2 separate regions of the Macaca mulatta genome follow, and region 1 is linked to region 2. A link is a contact called in public Hi-C data. All regions are on one chromosome and are shown on one strand. The core of a region is the stretch at or near the end of the contact, and the rest is flanking DNA. Distances in the headings are between cores, read along the strand shown.

What was found. Hi-C and Micro-C count contacts between places; a contact is called where the count stands out from the background.
Region 1: a Hi-C map of cortical neurons shows a contact between it and region 2, with 7 times the contacts expected there. The contact joins two enhancer-like sites. A contact is called at or near these places in 4 of 14 Hi-C or Micro-C datasets (cortical neurons, fibroblasts, liver and 1 more).

Annotation. Positions count from the first base shown.
Region 1 is chr10:74,044,636-74,047,346 of T2T-MMU8v2.0, forward strand. No RefSeq gene overlaps it. Among named protein-coding and RNA genes, the nearest start is that of ANKEF1, 54 kb to the left of the region's middle. Within about 2 kb of position 1,321, at least 3 of the 40 cell types and tissues checked have an H3K27ac peak or open chromatin away from gene starts, as enhancers often do.
Region 2 is chr10:73,930,816-73,933,515 of T2T-MMU8v2.0, forward strand. No RefSeq gene overlaps it. Among named protein-coding and RNA genes, the nearest start is that of ANKEF1, 59 kb to the right of the region's middle. Within about 2 kb of position 1,421, at least 4 of the 40 cell types and tissues checked have an H3K27ac peak or open chromatin away from gene starts, as enhancers often do.

The sequences.
Region 1 (2,711 bases), core at 71-2,570, 110 kb after region 2:
ATTTCTCACTTTACTGTACAATGCAACTTCTTTTTCTTTGTTTGCAACTCTTCGAGGGGTAGCAATAATTGAAGATACTTAATGAATTAGTTTGAAGAGGCTGGTATCTTCTTGTATGTCCACTGGAATCAGAAACAATTTATCTCCACAAATCAGTCTGAAAATTCATGTCAAATATGGTAAAATATTCTTAATTTGGTTGATAATTTGTGTCAAATTTTAATCCCAAGGTGACTTCCTCTTCACAACTGGACATCTTTCCAAACCATGAAGACTGATTTGACTAAACTAACACTAGGATGATAAATACCATCACAGATAAAAAAAGAAACAAATCCATTCTCCATGCCTAAAGCAGTACTTTATTTTTTATTTATTTATTTATTTTTTTGAGATGGAGTCTAGCTCTGTTGCCCAGGCTGGAGTGCAGTGGCCGGATCTCAGCTCACTGCAAGCCCCGCCTCCCGGGTTCACGCCATTCTCCTGCCTCAGCCTCCCGAGTAGCTGGGAGTACAGGCGCCCGCCACCTCGCCCGGCTAATTTTTTTTTGTATTTTAGTAGAGACGGGGTTTCACCGTGTTAGCCAGGATGGTCTCGATCTCCTGAACTCGTGATCCGCCCGTCTCGGCCTCCCAAAGTGCTGGGATTACAGGCTTGAGCCACCGCGCCCGGCTAAAGCAGTACTTTAAAGAGACTTTGCTATTTATTAACTATTCATATTGCTGCTTTTTCCTGTACCATAGCTAATGCTTCTTTTGAAAACTATTTTTAATTTTATGGAAGTTTATTGCAAATTATCTTTTTATTTTATAAACTGTATTAGTCCATTTTCATGCTGCTATGAAGAAATACCTGAGACTGGGTAATTATATAAAGAAAAGAGGTTTAATTGACTCACAGTTCCACATGAATGGGGAGGCCTCAGAAAACTTACAATCATGGTGGAAGGGGAAGCAAACATGTTCTTCCTCACATGGTGGCAGGAGAGAGAAGTGCAGAGTGACAGGGAGAAAAGCCCCTTATAAAACCATCAGATCTTGTGAGAACTTGCTCATTATCACCAGAACAGCATGAGGGGACTGCCTCCATAATCTCCCTCCCACAAGGTCCCTCCCCCAACATGTGGGGATTACAATTAGGATTACAGTTCAAGATGAGATTTGAGTGGGGACACAGAGCCAGATCATGTAACAAACTTCAAGAACTATTTCCAAATAGTTCTCTTCCCCCCACCCCCAAAAGATAACTGTGGAATAATTCTACCAAATGTTATGGAAATCAAATGTATTCTGAGGAGCTTCTGAATATCCTCTATTTGCAAAGACTCCTATTCCAGTGGGTGTATTTATCTCCTCTGCATGTGGATGTCTTTTAGGATCAGCTGAGCAATATGAGAGATCTATTGAATCCTTGCAACCTTCATATAAAAACGACATGTTGGCCATAGCTTTGGCCTAGAACACAAAAATTGAGCACTTCAGTTCAACAAGACAGTGATAAGTGGTGGAGCTCAGACAAGAGAGACAAAGAAATGACACTGCCACCTTTTGGAGAATTCAGAAGTTAGGGAAATGTGTTTGTCTTGTGCTCTTTCTGGCAAATATTTTCCCCCTATGCGGCATCGTGTCTTTTGCTGGGCATTACACATAGCAATAGCACCACCTATTGCCTATTCTGTTGATTTGCTGTCAGGAGGATTTTCCTAACGACTCATATACAGATACAGAGGATGCAGCTTACAGTTTGGCATTTATCACCCTACCGTTGTTATCTTAATGAGCATCTTTGTTGTACAGCAGTTTTATGGTTAGCTCACCACTCTTAAAAAGACATTTTAAAATAAACCATTTCTTAGCTCCTAAACTCTCTCTTCTTCAAAATAACAAATTGTGTCAGTAGAGGGTGACTAAGTGATTCATCTCAGGAGGTATCTAAAGTTAACTTTAATAACACAAGCTAACTAACTAACCTAATTCTGTTTTATTTCCTTAACCTCAAGTACTGTTTCTGCTTTCAGGAATAGACATGCTAGAGTTATGAGTTGATGTTAGCTTCTTTTTTTTAAATGCAACTACTCTTTTTTTAAGTACAACTACAAGTTGTACTTGGTATTTGTATGCAGTGGAATCTTGGGAGAGTTTTATGAATATGTTATTTATTTAAAGATCCTTATTGGAGAAGGCATGGAAATTCTGTTTTATTCCTACTTTTGCTGAATTGTGAAACTGACTGGATGAAATATGAGTCAAGATGGTTTTGAAGTTGTGTGTAATGATCTTCAGATCCAGAATGACTTCTAAAGAAATAATTAAAGTGAGCATGAATAGTCTTACCTACAGCTTCGTGATGTTGGGCTATATTAAGGCAATGATGCACACACAGTAAGGGATGTGAAATGTTTGAAAAACCAGGGAAGGGAAGATGGAATTAGTACAGAGATTATCGAATCACAGCACATGAAGTGCAGGCTCAAAGCAGAGCCTAGGACAGGGATCCCTGTGTCTGTGTGATGTACTGAGAAATCACTCTTCAGGGTAAACCCCCAAGGGGATTAAAAGAGATGAGGAAGGATTGCAAGGATGTGGTCTCAGGCAAGGTCTAACCTCAGGCAGATCCCAACCTGAGGCAGATCCCATGGGGGGAGCTCTAAAACATAAGCCCCACCACAGATTTATGTCCCCATATCACTCAGTCATTGCTGTTTGTCCATG
Region 2 (2,700 bases), core at 171-2,670:
TTTTTAAAATTTTTAAATTTTTTTGCCAAGGTCTTGCTCTGACCTCTTAAGCCACATTGCCCAGAGTGGAAGGCTGAAATTACATGGAATTTCTGTGCTCTGAGAGCAGCCTCAGTAAATGACTGATATGGATTGTATTAGTCTGTTCGTGCATTGCGAAATACCTGAGACTGGGTAATTTGTAAAGAAAAGAGGCTTAATTGATTCACAGTTCTGCAGGCTATACAGGAAACATAGTGGCTTCTGCTTCTGGGGACGCCTCTGGAAGTTTCCAATCATGGCAGAAGAGGTAGAGAGTATAAGATGTCTCACATGGCAAGAACAGGAGCAAGAGAATGTTGGGGTAAGGGAGGTGCTATACACTTTTAAACAACCAGATCTTATTAGAACTCACTCATTATCATGGGAGAAGTACCAAGGGGATGATGCTAAACCATTCATGAGGAATCCACCATCACAATCCAATCACAATCCACCAGGCTCCACCTCCAACATTGGGGATTGCAATTCAACATGAGTTTTGGGCAGGGGCCCAGATCCAAACCATATAATGGATTGATGTATAAACATTCTGGCGTCCTCCTTTAGGTAAGATAATGATGAGGTCTGTGTCTTGCACCAACTTCCAGAGTTCTCCAGTGGAATTATACTCCAACTGCCCAGAGTGCTAGCCGATTTGGCTTTGCACCCGTTAGTGGCTGCTGCTTCTCTGTGTTTCAATTTTTCTCTCCCCTACCAGTATTTCCTTTCCTTTCCAAGTAAACCATTTGCTTTGGAATCTTGGTCTCAGACTTTCCTAAACTAAGAAAATCTCTCTGTCGTAGATTGCAGAAATGGCCACGAACCTTTGGCCTCTCTACATCCTTATACTGTAAAGTTACAGTTCCTTTCATTAAGAAGTGGGCACACCTTGGGTCTTGCTTTGGCCTGTAGAGTATGGAGGAAGTGATGATATGCCAGATCCAAGTCTAGGCTTCAAGGGATCTTATACATTTCTCCTTTTTCTCAGAGACTTGTGAGCAAGAATACATGGTTGTCATTTAAAGCAACTAAGTTTTAGGTGATTTGTCATGCAACATGACTGATACAACTCCCACCCCAAGTACATTTTTGATCCTCTCTTGTGTGTTTATTCCCTTGAATGAGAGTATTGTTTTCCCTAAAGAAAAGCATCTTTTCAGGCACAGAAAGGTTGAAGGACCTTCTCAGATTTGCTCAGGAGAATCTGGGTGCCAGTTGTTGGCAGTATCCTGGCGTATTCCTTAGCCCCAGGGCCTCTATGCTGACTCACCTTGTCTGGGTTTGCTTGCTAGCTGCTGCATTTTCTCTCTGCTACAGTGGCCAGCACAGCTGCTGTTTTTTTCCAAAGCCCTCTTTCACAGAGCTGTTAGGTAGGAGGCCACTGCGTCTCCACGATTGTGCGGATGACATATGTGTCTGACAGGGATTCTAGCACCTCGATGCTGGCCTGGGATGGAGAGCTCACCAAAAATACTGCAGTTGCTGAATGCCAGGGAATTTATTGAGCTTTGGAGCCAGCAGAATGCAGAGTAAACAGCATAGAAATGGAGTGAGTCAGGATGCTTAATCCTGACTTTACCTCTTGGCTAATTGTATGGCCTTGAGTAGGACCCCTGATCCGCATTTCTTTCATTGGAGACAAGGTAGCCTCTGAAGTCCCTTTCAGCTCTAAAATGCTAGAATTCAAGGACTGAATCGGGCTTTATAAAAATGAAACACCAGAAAGCATGGAGTTAGTTGTCTATTTAGAGGAAGTTCTGATCGGCTAGAACACTGGTTCTCAAAGAGGTGTCCCTAAACCTTCAGCATCGCATCATCACCTAAGAAATTGTTAGATCATAGCTCACTGCAGCCTCGAACTTCTCAGCTGAAGGGATCTTCCTCCCATGTAGATGGGACAACAGGCTCACACCACAATGCCTGGCTAACTTTTAAAAAGTTTTTGTAGAGATGGGGATCTCACTATATTGCCCAGGCTGGTCTCAAACTCCTGGCCTCAAGTGATATTCCTGCCTTGGCTTCCCAAAGCACTGGGATTACAGGCATGAGCCACCATGCTGGGCTCAGAACTTGTTAGAAATGCACATTTTCAGGCTCCACTCCAGACTCTCTGAAGCGCTCTCTCAGCAGGTACTCATGTTCACATGAGAAAGAGGTAACCAGCTCTGTTAGCAAAGGTAGATAATTAATTAACCAATTTATTCATAGATAACCTGTTTCTATGTGCAATAAACTGTTCTATTCTTGGGGTGAAAGCAAAGGTGAAGGTGCAGGGCTATTATAAGAGAGTCTTAGAGTAGGGCCCAACAATTTGTGTATTAACAAGCTCTCCAGGTGATTTGAATACAGGTTCAAGTTTGAGACTTACTGATCTAAAGCTGTGTTATTCCAAGTGTGGCTCACAGCATCAGCATCATCTGGGAACTGCTTGAAGAAGTAAAAGCTTAGCACTACCTCTTTAGAACCCCTGTGCCAGAATCTCCATTTAATAAGATTCCCAGGTGATTTGAGTGCACATAACAGCTGAGAAATCCTGGGTATAGCCTCCGTTCTTGGAGATTGTAATCCAATAGAAAGGGATTGGGGGGAGTGGCAGCAGGAGAGCAGCAATTTACATTTCTAAAAAGCTCCCAAATATGGCTGATGTTGCAGGTTCAGGGACCACTTTGAGTAACAAGG